3 separate regions of the Zea mays genome follow, and all the other regions are linked to region 2. The links are chromatin contacts, called in public Hi-C maps. All regions are on one chromosome and are shown on one strand. The core of a region is the stretch at or near the end of the contact, and the rest is flanking DNA. Distances in the headings are between cores, read along the strand shown.

Region 1 (4,968 bases), core at 1,516-4,015, 170 kb after region 2:
AACGGTTGACTGCAGTATAGTCTGACCGTCAGAAGTCAGAGCTTGTCTACAAAGTTAGGATGCACCGGACTGTCTGGTGTGCCACCGAACTGTCCGGTGCCGCAAAAGGACAAAGAACTTCAATGGTCAATAGCTCCAAACCCCAATGGTCGGCTGACGTGGCACGCACCGGACAATAAACAATGCCAAGTCTGGTGCACCACCGGACTGTCCAGTGTGCCCATCATAGCAAAGTCAGCCAACAGCTAGGAAGTGGTTGGAGGTTATAAATACCCCCAACCACCTCCATTCAAGCCATCCATGCCTTCCAACCTTCTCATTCAATACTAGAGCAAATACATACACTCCAAGACACAATCAAAGGATCAAATCCTCTCCAAGCTCCAAAATCAAATCAAGTGCTTAGTGACTTGAGAGAGGGTGATTCATGTTTCTTTTGTTGCTCTTTTTGCTTGGATTGCTTTCTTCTTCTCACTCTAAACTTCTTAAGTGGTTTGTAAAGCAAGCGAGAGACACCTACTTGTGTGGTAATCCTTGCGCGGGTTCTTAGTGACCCTTGTGATTAAGAATAAGCGCTCGATCGGTCTAAGTGACCGATTGAGAGAGGGAAAGGGTTGGAATAGACCCGACCTTTGTGACCTCCTCAACGAGGAGTAGGTTCCTTGGAACCGAACCTCGGGAAACAAATCACCGTGTTCATTTGTGTTGATCTTCATCACTCGATTTGTTTTTTCCCTCTCCTCTCTCTAAAGTTCTCTTGCTCATATTATTTTGAGTTAGCTCCAAAAGTTATCTGCATTAATTGAGCAGCTCATAGCAAGAGAAACTATCTTCCGCACTCCGAATTCAAGATTATTTATTTCTAACCCTAACCCCGGGTGAAGTGCGTGTTCAAAGTTTATAATTTTTAGGTTTCGCCTATTCACCCCCCTCTAGACGACTTTCAATATTTCTTCGTTTAGGCTTCTTTGGTTTATGCCTTTGAACCTTGTATGTTCTACATAAATCTTCAATGAGTCTTTCAATGCTTTGCATTGAGGTGTTGATCTTCTTGATCATCATGTCGCCTTCATCCAAGTCCATGCTACATTCTTTGTACTATAAATATATACAACATTAATCTAAATGATTATACTGATCATGAAACTAAAATCCGTTAATCAAATGGGTTGAACTCTATTTTCCTTGCAACTTCGATGAATCTCAAAGGGTGAAGCTGCTCCACACTGGATTTAGATAAATCCTAAATTTAGTTTCACTTTTTTATAATGGTAGAGCTCTACCAAACAAACCAACTTACCAGTGGATAAATCGATATGGGACTAAAATCAGTTTCAATAGTTCTGATGCATGGAAGAAGTGGATTCAAAAGGATGATGATAGTCCGATATAAGAATGAGAAGTTGATCAAGAGTGTTGGCCATGTTGATGACGTTGAGTTGTCCTAGAAGAGTTCATTGCCCTTAGTTGTTTGGTTCCGCTAAGTTTTAGTCCGTCACATCGAATATTTGGATGTTATTTAGAAGTATTAAATATAGTCTAATAATAAAACTAATTATATAGACGAGAACTAAACGATAAGATGAACCTATTAAACATAATTAGTTCATAATTTGCTCCTGTGATGCTACAGTAAACATTTGCTAATTACAAATTAATTAGGCTTAATGAATTTGTCCTCGTGTTTAGTCTTCAACTGTGTAGTTAGTTTTATAATTATACTATATTTAATATTTGTAATAGACATTCAAACAATCAATATGATATGGACTAAACTTTAGTATCTGGAATCAAACATCAGCGAGATGTTAGAATTTTTATACGAAGTGACCTTAAATTCCATGTGCAAAAATTCTAAAATTTCACAAGCGTATTTTGTCCATTTTTTAATGGGTTATGATATTTAAGCCCACGAATGAACATGAAAAATGCAACACCAATTAACATCATATTACTAATATGAGCAAAATTACTATAGACACGGGTTAATATAGTTACAATATGAGGCAAGAAGATACAGCATACTAAAAATAAAATTCTTGAAAAATATGGAATATGGCTTCAGATATACAATACCAGAATTGAATGACTACGCAATAGTTGAAAAAAGTTAGTTTCAAAGGTCATTATAATCAACCAAATTGTAGTACGTCATTTTCTCGAATTATATTGCCAGAATAAATCAGAAACTCACAATGAGAATATATTGGTCTACATGTGAATCAGAAATCAGTTCACATGAAAAAACTATGAACATGCAGTTACATGTGTTGCATAGCTCCAGAAAGTGGTTTCACAAATCCATAGGCAAAACTATGAAGTTAGCGCAGAATCAATTGCCAACATCCTAATAGGTAGAAGAGGATTAACTCAAAAGGCACTAATATAAAAGCAAGTATAATAAGTTGATATAGACGGTTGTAAAAGATGTAATGTGAAAGAAAGAGATAAAAAACGGATTGACCATTAGCAGCCAATTTAGAGTGTGTTGCATGACTCAAGGCTCTGTGTATGAGAGAGGTTGATGAAGTATTAAATATATATCTTGTGTCAGGAGGGAGTTATTATATAAGTAGATTTTTACTATAATTTGTTATATATATGTGATATGATAACATAAAAACTGCTATTAGTTGTATTATTAAACTTGCTCTAAACGACCGAAAACAGAGTAGCCAACCAAGAACAATACTAGTTGGGCTGGGTGTGGCATCATGCATCCGTATGCTCACTGGAAACAAAATAATGGGCCCTTTTTGGCATTCATATGCTCACTGGAAACAAAATAATGGGCCCTTTTTGGCATTCATACGACCATAAAGTCCATAACGAATAGAGAACAAGCACTGGAAAGGGAAAACGGGCCCTGACGACTAACGTATAGGAAACAGCCCCAGCCAATTAGCAACTGCGTTCTGAAGCATTGAAAATACAAGGACAGATGTAGCTAGCCACGACAAAGTTTGGCCAGGAAAAATATGGCTCACTTCAATAGATGGTCTCGCGATGTAACATACAGTCCTATATTCTAGTTATTAATGAATAAAAACATATATGATTCTCTATTTTTTTAGGAACCAGGGCACCAATGTCAGACAACCGCTAGAGCGAGATGAAATGATGTCCCCATGAACCACTGCTGCACAATGCCAATCATCAGTCCGTCAACAGTAGATGAGCTTCAATGGCATCCTCCTACAGCTGATCAGTCTACTTCCCAGTGAGCGTGGACGTGCAGCTTTCTGTGCCTAGCACATCCATGCCACGAACTGGACGAGAAATCTCAATCTCGTTTGGGGCCGATTGAGCATTTGGCACAACAACCACTTCTTCCAGAAGTAGAAGTTCAGGCAAAGGAGCTTCACTAGAAGATGCATTTAGCATTTATGAAGATAATCCGACTGACGCATCGCAATGATCAAATGATAACTTTCGAACGACCACATCCAAACATGGAAGAACAATCGTCATCACAATTTTGACATATTTCACCCAGTCATCTTTAGAGCCTATGTAGATCAACCTTCGGAATACTGCCCCAGATGCAACATGGGACAATAAGCCCTCAATCAATATGCCAGGGTCGTTTAAATTGCAACTAATCTCCTCACAATCCCTAGCGAAAATCTGGCCAAAACAGGGCCTTTCATCGAACATAACCGTCACCTTCTTCATTCTATCAAAACTAACATTCTCATAAACATCGTCATCCACGCTTCCTCCATGGTATAGTGTCACTAGGGTGTCCATCTATTGCAAACACGAATTCATAACTCAATAACCATTAAAGATGGTACCTCACTAACACTATCAACTAATGCCTAACTAATTACTATCCCCATCTACTAATCTACTAATGCCTAAATACTTACTAAGCAATAAATAAGTAATAGCTAGTTACTAACTTATAACTATATACTAACTATTAAATGACCACATCAAACAGAGTTATATAATCAAAGAATACTTTGTGAAAACAAGGTATACCTGAGGTTGCGGTGGAGACAAGGTACCGGTGGCACAGGTGGAGTCGTGCAGCCTCATATCTACAAAAAACATATTACTTTTAGTAAAAATTTCGACAGCACCTCCCCTATACGGGGATGCTTCTAAAACCTGCAAACAAATGGACAACACGATTGATGACATGCACATTCACTAACAGATGACCAACACGAAGGTTGACATCCACAGTCACCAAAAAACTAGATAACAAAATTACAAAATAACCAACATCCACATTCACTGCACAAACTACCAAGTTTACTAATTATATTCTTATAAAAATGTAACATATATGTAACCTAACTAAATTAATAATTTGCTAACTAACTTAATAAATATATATGTAACCTAACTAACTAATGCTAACTAAATTACCAACTAATCAACTAAGAAACTTGGTTACTAAACAACTACCTAATTATTAACTAACATGTACATACCTTCACTATCGGGGTCGTGGCCGCGACGGCGAGGTTGGCCGACGGCGACGATGTCAAACTAGGCCGTCGGAGGTGATGGCGCACGGTGGTGGTGAGCTCGCGACGGGCGGTGGCGAGGTGAGCTCACGGCGCACGGTGCAGCGGTGGTGTGCTCGAGGCGACGGTGCACCGGGGTGGCGGGCGGGGACGGTGGGCGGTGGCGATAGGTGGTGGCGAGCTCATGGGGTATGGTGGGGAGGGGCGGCAGGCGGTGCGGCGGTGAGTCCACGGACGAGGCGAGCTCACAGCGCCGTGGGTGGATAGAGACGGCGACAGCGAAAGAGACAGGCGTCGGGCGAAGAAAGACAACAACGACCACTATATTAGACCTCGACGCCAAGATTTGTGGCATCGAGGTCTGAAGCCATGTCGACGCCAGCTAAGCCCTCTCTTGCCAACTGGTCATGTATCTTGGCGCCATAGACTATGGCGTCGAGATATGTTACTTCGACGCTATAGTCTATGATGCCGAGCAAAGGGTCCA
Region 2 (4,440 bases), core at 127-2,626:
AATAGAGAATAGTTCACATCTTATGAATTTTAGGGAAATATAATTTATATTGTAGATTATATATTAAGAAATAGTTTAATCATAATTCTTCTATATAATTTGAATCCAAGGATAATTTAGTTTATCTAGATGTCTTTTAAAAAAATATTTATATTAATTTTGGGAGTAGTAACTCCGAAATTATGAATATTTTTAAGGAAAGGTGTTTTGATTTAAAACCTTTGGGTAATTTTCCTTATTTTCACAAGATTGAACTTTAGGGTGTTACACTTCCCAAACTAAATACTAACGGTCTATTTGGATCACATGTGCTAAATTTTAGCAGGGTGCTAAATTTTAACTCTCTCAAATGGAGAGCTAAAGTTTAGCACATGAGGAGTGTTTGGATGCAAGTGATAAAGTTAAGTATATGGATATAGAAAGACATTCATACCTCTAACTAATGCGAGGTGGGAGAGAGAGCGAGCGAGGGGTTGGCGATGCCTTATCCTCACTCTAGACCACTTTTAGCTCGCTTAGTATCTCTTGGAGGGGCTAAATTACTAATTGATGCTAAAGTTTAGTACTTCACTTTTACTACCTTTTAGCACTACTGTTTGGATCTTCAAATACTAAAGCTTAGCTAAAAGTGTAGTGATAAACTATAGCACCATGGATTCAAACAAGCCCTAATACTCTTCTTATATCGAAATATAATGGATTTTCAATTACCATAAAGCTTGACCAACGGTAGAAAAGCTCAATATTATTTCCAAAAATAAACTTTATAAGATAAGTGATGAAATATATTTTCATAACTTTTCTTGTCGATCCATGTTATTATTCTTCTCAATAAACTCGAATGAATTTAGAATAGATACTTAAATAAAATAACTAAAAAACCATTGTATTGAAGGAATAACTCTAAAAATATAAGATTCAAACACGATTTAACTAATAGATTAGCTAATACATTACATTTGTGTAAAAACTATCGGTTAGTTTTCTTTTGGTAGTTGCTACTAATATAGTAGGATGTATGACCTTTAGTAAAATTGAATACAAAGTTTTGGTTGCAAACATGTGTTTGGTTTCTGACTAAAATAGAGTTTGTGCCACATCGGTAGTTTGAATGTCAATTATAAATATCAAATATATTCTAATTATAAAAGTAATTTTATAGATGAAACTAAAACAAAGAGACGAATGTATACTATATCATCATAGGAGCGAATTCTTACACTAATTATGTTTAATAGACTCGTCCTATCATTTAACTTTTATATGTAGTTATTAGTTTTATAATTAAACTATATTTAATATATGCAACCAGTATTCAAACATCCATATAATGGGACTAAAAATTAGTTTCTTGATCCAAAGTCCAAACGGGGATAGCTTAGTGAAGTTTGAGATGTAATTCACAGCAATTTTTTCGATCAAAAGGCTGGGAAAAACTGTTGGGCCAAACAAAACCCGCCCAAAACCTGTATTTTTATTGTAAAAAGAAAAAAAACAAACAAAGAAACCCTCACGATTCACTAGGAATTCTTCCAGATCCAGCCCTTGGCTCGCAGTACACCACACCACGCCCAGATCTCAACGTGCCCCTTCTCTCAGATCTCAATTCCCAAATGCCCTCGCCGTCGTAGCTGCACCCCGACCCCGCGCGCTCGCTCGGATCCATGGGCGGGGTCAGGGCAGCATCGCCATCAGGCGCAGGATCCGGAGCCGTCGCGGGGGCGGGATCCGATCACGGGGCGCCGCGACTGGCTATGGCGTGTGTGCTAGCGTCAGAGGCCGCCACGGTGCTCGCTGTCATGCGCCGCAACGTCCGCTGGGCTGGCGTCCGCTACGGCGGCGGCGACGGTGGCGCGGGCGACGACGAGCACCTTGACCACCCGCTCGTTGCGGGGCTCAAGGTTCTCCGCCGCCGCGCTGCCGCTTGGGGCCAGGGTAGTTGGGCGGGCGTTGAGCCGCTCCTCTACCTCCGACCCTTCCTCGATATCGTCTGCTCCGACGAGACTGGGGCGCCCATCACGGGTGCTGCGCTCTCGTCGTTGCACAAGATCCTCACCCTTGATGTCGTCGGGCCCGGCGCACCAGGCGCCGCCGGGGCCATGGCCGCCGTCGTCGACGCCGTCACGGCTTGCCGCTTTGAAGTCACCGACCCGGCGTCCGAGGAGGCCGTCCTGGCAAGGGTCCTGCAAGTGCTGCTAGCCTGCGTGCGCAGCCGTGCAGCACCGGCGCTTGCCAACCGCCACGTCTGCACGATCGTCAACACATGTTTCCGCGTCGTGCAGCAGGCTGGAACCAAGGGGGAGCTACTGCAGCGTGTCTCCCGCCAGACAATGCAGGAGGTTATACGAACTGTCTTTGCCCGCCTGCCGGACATCAATGTCACCTTGTTGTCCGACGAGCAGGTATGGTGCATTGTTATACTCAGTATTTTACTTTGCTGTGCTGATGAACATGGAAATTGTTGCAATACCATTCCTCCCTCAGCATAATAACTCAACTTACTCCTACTATGCTCATGTGCATTGGTCTGAAGTGTAAACAAGTGAAATGTTCTAGTTTTTTTGTCCTTTTTATCTTTAACATTTTTTGTCATTTGAGCAATACGACCACATTGCAAATACTCACATTCTGACACTAAGATCAGCTTTTGTTAGTTTGTAACCAAGCTTTTGTTAGTAGGAACTTGGAAGGCTCATATCTTCCTTACTAAATGAATTTTATTAATTTTGTGGTAGCATTGTTACGTAGGTTGCTGGTTGCAAGAACCCATGTTTGGGTGCTGAGGAGACTGAGAACGGGAAGAGTGACTACGTATGTTTGAACAGCTCTGGCGATGAAGTGGGAGACGGTTCTGGTGTTATGCAAGACAAAGACTTGATGGAGCCCTTTGGGGTTCCTTGTATGGTAGAGATATTGCAATTCTTGTGCTCCCTCTTGAACATAGCAGAAGACATTGAGTTGAACCCAAGGATGAGTCCAATTGACTTTGATGAGGATGTGCCGCTCTTTGCTCTGGGGTTGATTAATTCGGCTATTGAGTTTTCGGCTTCGTCTATACACAGACATCAAAAACTTTTAGCATTTGTACAGGATGAATTGTTCCGCAATCTAATGCATTTTGGCTTGTCAATGAGCCCTCTGATCCTGTCGACTGTGTGCAGCATTGTTTTTACTCTCTTTTACCATCTGCGCCATGAACTTAAGCTGCAAATAGAGGCTTTCTTCTCATGTGTTATCCTAAGATTAGCACAGAGTAGATATGGAGCAAGTTATCAGCAGCAAGAAGTTGCCCTAGAGGCTCTAATTGATTTTTGCTGGCAGAAAGAGTTTATGGCTGAGATGTATGCAAATATGGACTGTGATCTACAGTGCTCAAATATTTTTGAAGAGTTAGCTAACCTTCTGTCTAAGAGCGCATTTCCTGTGAATAGTCCTTTGTCAGCTTTAAATGTGCTTGCTTTGGATGGTTTGGTTGCTGTCATTCAGGCAATGGCACAGCGGACTGATAATGCACCTCAACATCATGATCAAACAGTTCCAGAAATAAGTGAATATTTTCCTTTCTGGCAGTTGAAATGTGAGAGCAGTAATGATCCTGACCAGTGGGTTAAATTTGTTCACCAGCAAAAAAGCATCAAGACAAAGCTAATGATTGGCGTTGAACATTTTAATAGGGACAAAAAGAAGGGTTTTGAGTACCTACAAGCTGTTCATCTTTTGCCTGAAAAACTTGATCCACACAATGTTGCTCTGTTCTTCAGGTACACACCTGGATTGGACAAGAATCTTCTTGGGGACTACCTGGGTAATCATGATGAGTTCTCTATCCAGGTCCTTCATGAATTTGCTAGAACCTTTGACTTCAAGGATATGAATTTGGATGCTGCCTTAAGGCTCTTCTTGGAAACTTTCCGGTTACCTGGTGAGTCACAGAAGATACAGAGAATTCTTGAGGCCTTTTCTGAGCGATATTATGAACAGTCACCACAAATGTTTGTTAATAGAGATGCAGCTCTGGTGTTATCATATTCTGTAATCATGCTCAATACTGATCAGCACAATGTAAGGGTTAAGAAGAAGATGACTGAGGAAGACTTTATTAGGAACAATCGCCGTATAAATGGAGGAAATGATCTGCCAAGAGAATTTTTGTCAGAGCTTTATTATTCTATTTGCCGGAATGAGATCAGAACTATTCCTGAGCAAGGAGCTGGGTGTTCTGAGATGTCTTTCAGTCGCTGGGTTGATCTAATGTGGAGGTCAAAGAGAACATCATTGTACATTGCTTGTGACTCCTACCCTTTTCTTGATCATGACATGTTTTCCCTTATGGCCGGACCAACAGTTGCTGCCGTGTCTGTGGTTTTTGACAATGTTGAGCATGAAGAGGTTCTTACAGGATGCATTGATGGTTTTCTATCGGTGGCGAAACTGGCTGCA
Region 3 (4,386 bases), core at 36-2,535, 140 kb before region 2:
AAAAAATGACTGTAATTATAGGACCGTTGTTGGAGAGCGTTTTATGGTTTCGAGCCCTATATTTTAAAATAGGGCCACATTAGAACTCTTGGAGATGCTCTTATAGTATTTAAATTTTGTTCGAAAGTGATTGACTTTCTCACTTTGTAATGCACATTTCTATTTTCTTATTATTACACCTTTCTCTTTTTCGAAATACATCTACATATCTCTACTCATCAGGTAGGGTGTATTTTGATCTTTTGCCTTCGAGGTTGGTTTCTGTGAGAGATTCTAAAACTTTAACTAATGAGTAAAATGCACGGGCGGTTCCGAACTTATCGAGGGATGTCATTTACATTCACGAACTTTGAAAATGCATTTCTAATTCTTTAAATTTATTTAAGAATTAAACTTATTTAAGAAACCCAAAAAATACCCCCGTGCTAATTGATCTCGTCGAGTGATCTCTTAGAGCAACTCCAGTAGTTCTCTAAAAGACTTTCTAAATTAATAATTTAGGTAGTTAACATAAAAACTATTCTTCAACAGTTCTCTAAACGAACTTTCTAAATTTAACAACTTGTCATCTAACCTCATTTTCTCTCTACATTTGGCAACCATTTAACAACTCCCTAAACAAAAATGTTGACTGCATTATATAGTTTTTGTAACTTATTTTTTATGTGGATAAATACAAAACAAAATTACAACCTATATTTAGAGAACTATTGGAGAACTCACATTTTTTTACTCTAAAAGCCATTTAGCAACTTCTTAAATATGTGATTTAGAGAGCTAAAATTTACATAACTATTGGAGTTGCTCTTAGTTAAAAACTCTTCTTTGACGAATGATACCCATCGTTGGTTTTCAGTTGCTTGCGAGCGAACGGGTCTCTGGATTGCGAACGGGTCAATCTAATTAATCTGGAGTTGGATCTTCGTCTAGTTTGCATGCAGCTTTGATTTGCATCCCGATCCGAATTCTGGGTAATGGCAACCCTGGCCGCAGCACCGCAGCTAGTAGTGTAGGACCCACTTTCACGCCGATAACTGCCTCAGAGGTCAGGCACCGCACCGGCGTACGGTACACGAGCTGAGCGATCCCTAACCTGCATGTGCACTATGACTGAGTAATCCATTCCACCATGATTAGCTTTCGGTACGGTGGCCATGTGGATCTCGTACCTCTAAACACGGCATGTCCGATGTGGCGACGACTATTGGTGCCGCGAACTGCTCATACTCTATCCCTGCTTGCCCGGCGGCCGACTATAAATACACAGGCAATCTCGTCCCTTTCGACCATCTAAATTAACACAAGCAGTCAAACGCATGCACACACAAGGTTGTTGTTAGCAATTTTCTGCTGCTGCTATACATACACGAGCTGCGCGCGATGGCCGCCCTGGCAGCTGCACTTGTTGCGCTCCTCGCCGTGCTTGCTGTCGCGCATCCTGTCGCCGTCGCACAATCGGTGGCGAACCGCACCTCCGCCGTCCGCCAGCTCCGCGGTAGCTCCAGCGAAGGCGGTTGGCTGGCGGCCAAGGCCACCTGGTATGGCGCGCCCAACGGCGCCGGCCCCGACGACAACGGTACGCATAAGCGCCAGTGCCTGCCTAGCGGCCGTGCATTGCATGCCTGCGTTGCGTTGCGCTTGCGCCGCCGCCTAACACGTACGTCAATTAATGTCTGTTTGTGATGCTTGCACCGACCCGACCGATCGGTTCTGCAGGCGGCGCGTGCGGGTTCAAGAACACCAACCGGTACCCGTTCATGTCCATGACGTCGTGCGGCAACCAGCCCCTGTTCCAGGACGGCCAGGGCTGCGGCGCATGCTACCAGGTAAGGTGCACCGCCAAGAACAACCCGGCCTGCTCCGGCGAGGTCAGGACGGTGATGATCACGGACAAGAACTACTACCCGGTGGCCAAGTACCACTTCGACCTCAGCGGCACGGCGTTCGGCTCCATGGCGAGGCCCGGTCTCAACGACAGGCTCCGCCACGCCGGCATCATCGACATCCAGTTCAGGAGGGTGGCCTGCAACCACCCGGGGCTGACCCTCAACTTCCACGTGGAGGCGGGCTCCAACCCTAACTACCTGGCGGTGCTGGTGGAGTACGCCAACAAGGCCGGCACCGTGGCGCAGATGGACGCGATGGAGTCCAGCTCGGGCCACTGGATGCCTATGCGCCGCTCGTGGGGGTCCGTTTGGCGGCTGGACTCTGCCCGCCCGCTCAAGGGCCCCTTCTCCATGCGCGTCCGCAGCGAGTCCGGCGGGACGCTGGTGGCCAACAATATTATTCCGGCAAACTGGAGGCCCAACACCGACTACCGCTCCAACGTCCAGTTCACTTGACCGCGTAATTTAATCTCAGGACATGTTTAGAAGCAACTTAGTTTTTAAAAAATCAGTTTTTATTTTTCTTAGCTAAGAGAGATCAGCTTCTTAGTTTTTAAGAAACTGTGAATCCAATTTTTATAAACTGAGACATAAACTGATATGTTTGGAACATTTCTATAAATTAGTTTCTTAAAAATTGGATGGTTTCAAATAAGCCCTTAATCAGTCACTGCTATAGTTCTCATATGTAACGTGATTACGCCTATTTATAAGGGGTTTTTTGTGTGATTATTGCAAATTCTTTATGCAATGGCTTCGGCGAGTTTCAGTTCCGTCTTATCGTCGTGTGTATCTTCAGGCCCGCCGGATTGGAGATAAAAACGAGTTGGGCATATAACTACGGGATAGTATAAATACATGTTTTTATATGGATTCAGTTATTCTATATTCAGGATGGATACGTGTACTATCTGAAAAGTGCATCTTGGATAGGATATAGAGCCAGAGCTACTAGATAAATAACTGAATATTTAGGTCGGATACGGGTATCCGGGTTGCGTGTACCATTTTTTTGCGTGATATTGTCATAAATTCACATTTTTTCTATATAAACTCGGATGAAGAAAAAATTTATATGCACTAGTACACAGAAGCTCTATAGTGGCGGTTCTAAACCTATTTACACTGGCATTTTTCAGTACCGCCAGTGCTAGGGGTCAGTGGAAATCAGCATTTCCACTGGCGGTTATTTTGGAACCGCCAGTGAAAAGTGCATTTTCACTGGCGGTTTTCTTAAGGAACCGCGAGTGAAAAGTGCATTTTCACTGGCGGCTGAATAAAGAAAACCGCCAGTGAAAATGCATTTCCACTGGCGGTTTTATAAAGCAAACCACCAGTGGAAATGCACTTTTCACTGGCGGTTTTCTTTATTTAGCCGCCAGTGGAAGTTTTCCCGCCTTTTTTCAAAATTTCAAACAATACTGAATTATATATATATTTATTTACACACACACAAACATATATATATAGATCTATATTGATATTGAAAGCAACATGAAATTAAATTCTATCATACATTTATATACATCAAAGTATTCTGTTTACAACCATATATGCTTCATGCATTCTATACATCATAAGTTTTCACCTAAGCTCTAATAACTATCTCGGCTAAGAGATAATCTACTAATTTCTGTTAGTATTCTAAACTCTGGCAAAGCTAATGTTCCGGAAGCATCGTGATATTTTCCTTCTGCGGGAATGACCTCTTTCAATATGAATGTGCAGAGGTCCTCGACTATGCCATACAATGCAGCTTCGGACAAGTTCTCCGGGTTTCCTCGTTGAAATTGCTGTAAAGGAATTTTATAAACATCATCTATTTATACTCAATAATAACACATTTGCATCTTTAATGACATAAATACATACTTGACTATTACTAATAATACCTTGTCAGGGTTCGTGATGTATCGTCCGTTCACTCTCATGAACTCGCACGCATAGAATCCACATAGGACCGATCCTTGTGGTTGCTTGTGGCACTACATAACAGGAGATTGGTTATTTAGTTGCAACATTGTGTATGATATGTATTCATAAAATCACATACTTACCGGCCAGTGATGATGGATGTCTAGTGGCACGAGTTTTTTCGACAGGTCGTACTTTCCACCTCTCATCTTATAGAATCTATAAGCCCTGTGATCTCAAATAAAATCACCATGTTATTCTCAAATTTTAATCGATAAAAGTATGCATGCATAGAAAAGGCTTACAACTCTAAGATGCTGAGGAATGTTGCATATGTCGAAGGGTCGAAGTTCAAGGAGTCGAGCACCAGCACCTTTCCAACCTTAGGATAAATGAGGAAGCATATCCAGTGGTCCCTGTACGAATCAAATTTGTGATGCATGTGTATTGAAATTATTAATTTTATTTATGCAAAATCACACTTACTTAAAGTTGTACGGGGCCATTATGGCTTCCCTGTCTTGAAATTGAAGCATTGCATGTCCTATGTAGGTGGCGTATCGAGCTTCAAAATCCTTCTTCATAT

The links. Hi-C and Micro-C count contacts between places; a contact is called where the count stands out from the background.
Region 1: a Hi-C map of leaf shows a contact between it and region 2, with 6 times the contacts expected there. The contact joins the enhancer-like site here to the promoter of LOC103637660 in region 2. A contact is called at or near these places in 3 of 25 Hi-C or Micro-C datasets (leaf and tassel).
Region 3: a contact with region 2 is called in a Hi-C map of ear, with 2.2 times the contacts expected there. The contact joins the promoter of LOC103637659 here to the promoter of LOC103637660 in region 2. A contact is called at or near these places in 2 of 25 Hi-C or Micro-C datasets (ear and leaf).

The regions. Positions count from the first base shown.
Region 1 is chr1:93,051,451-93,056,418 of Zm-B73-REFERENCE-NAM-5.0, forward strand. No RefSeq gene overlaps it. Among protein-coding and RNA genes, the nearest start is that of LOC542566, 66 kb to the left of the region's middle. Within about 2 kb of position 2,766, at least 6 of the 20 cell types and tissues checked have an H3K27ac peak or open chromatin away from gene starts, as enhancers often do. A contact at or near this core is called in leaf, where this site is marked.
Region 2 is chr1:92,883,750-92,888,189 of Zm-B73-REFERENCE-NAM-5.0, forward strand. LOC103637660 (ARF guanine-nucleotide exchange factor GNOM) reads left to right here and starts at 1,377. Exons shown (of 2, transcript XM_008660175.3): 1 at 1,377-2,402; 2 at 2,749-4,440. The coding sequence starts at 1,665.
Region 3 is chr1:92,746,906-92,751,291 of Zm-B73-REFERENCE-NAM-5.0, forward strand. It overlaps LOC103637659 (expansin-B2), which reads left to right and starts at 1,286. Exons shown (of 2, transcript XM_008660168.1): 1 at 1,286-1,576; 2 at 1,717-2,618. The coding sequence starts at 1,381. The coding sequence ends at 2,342.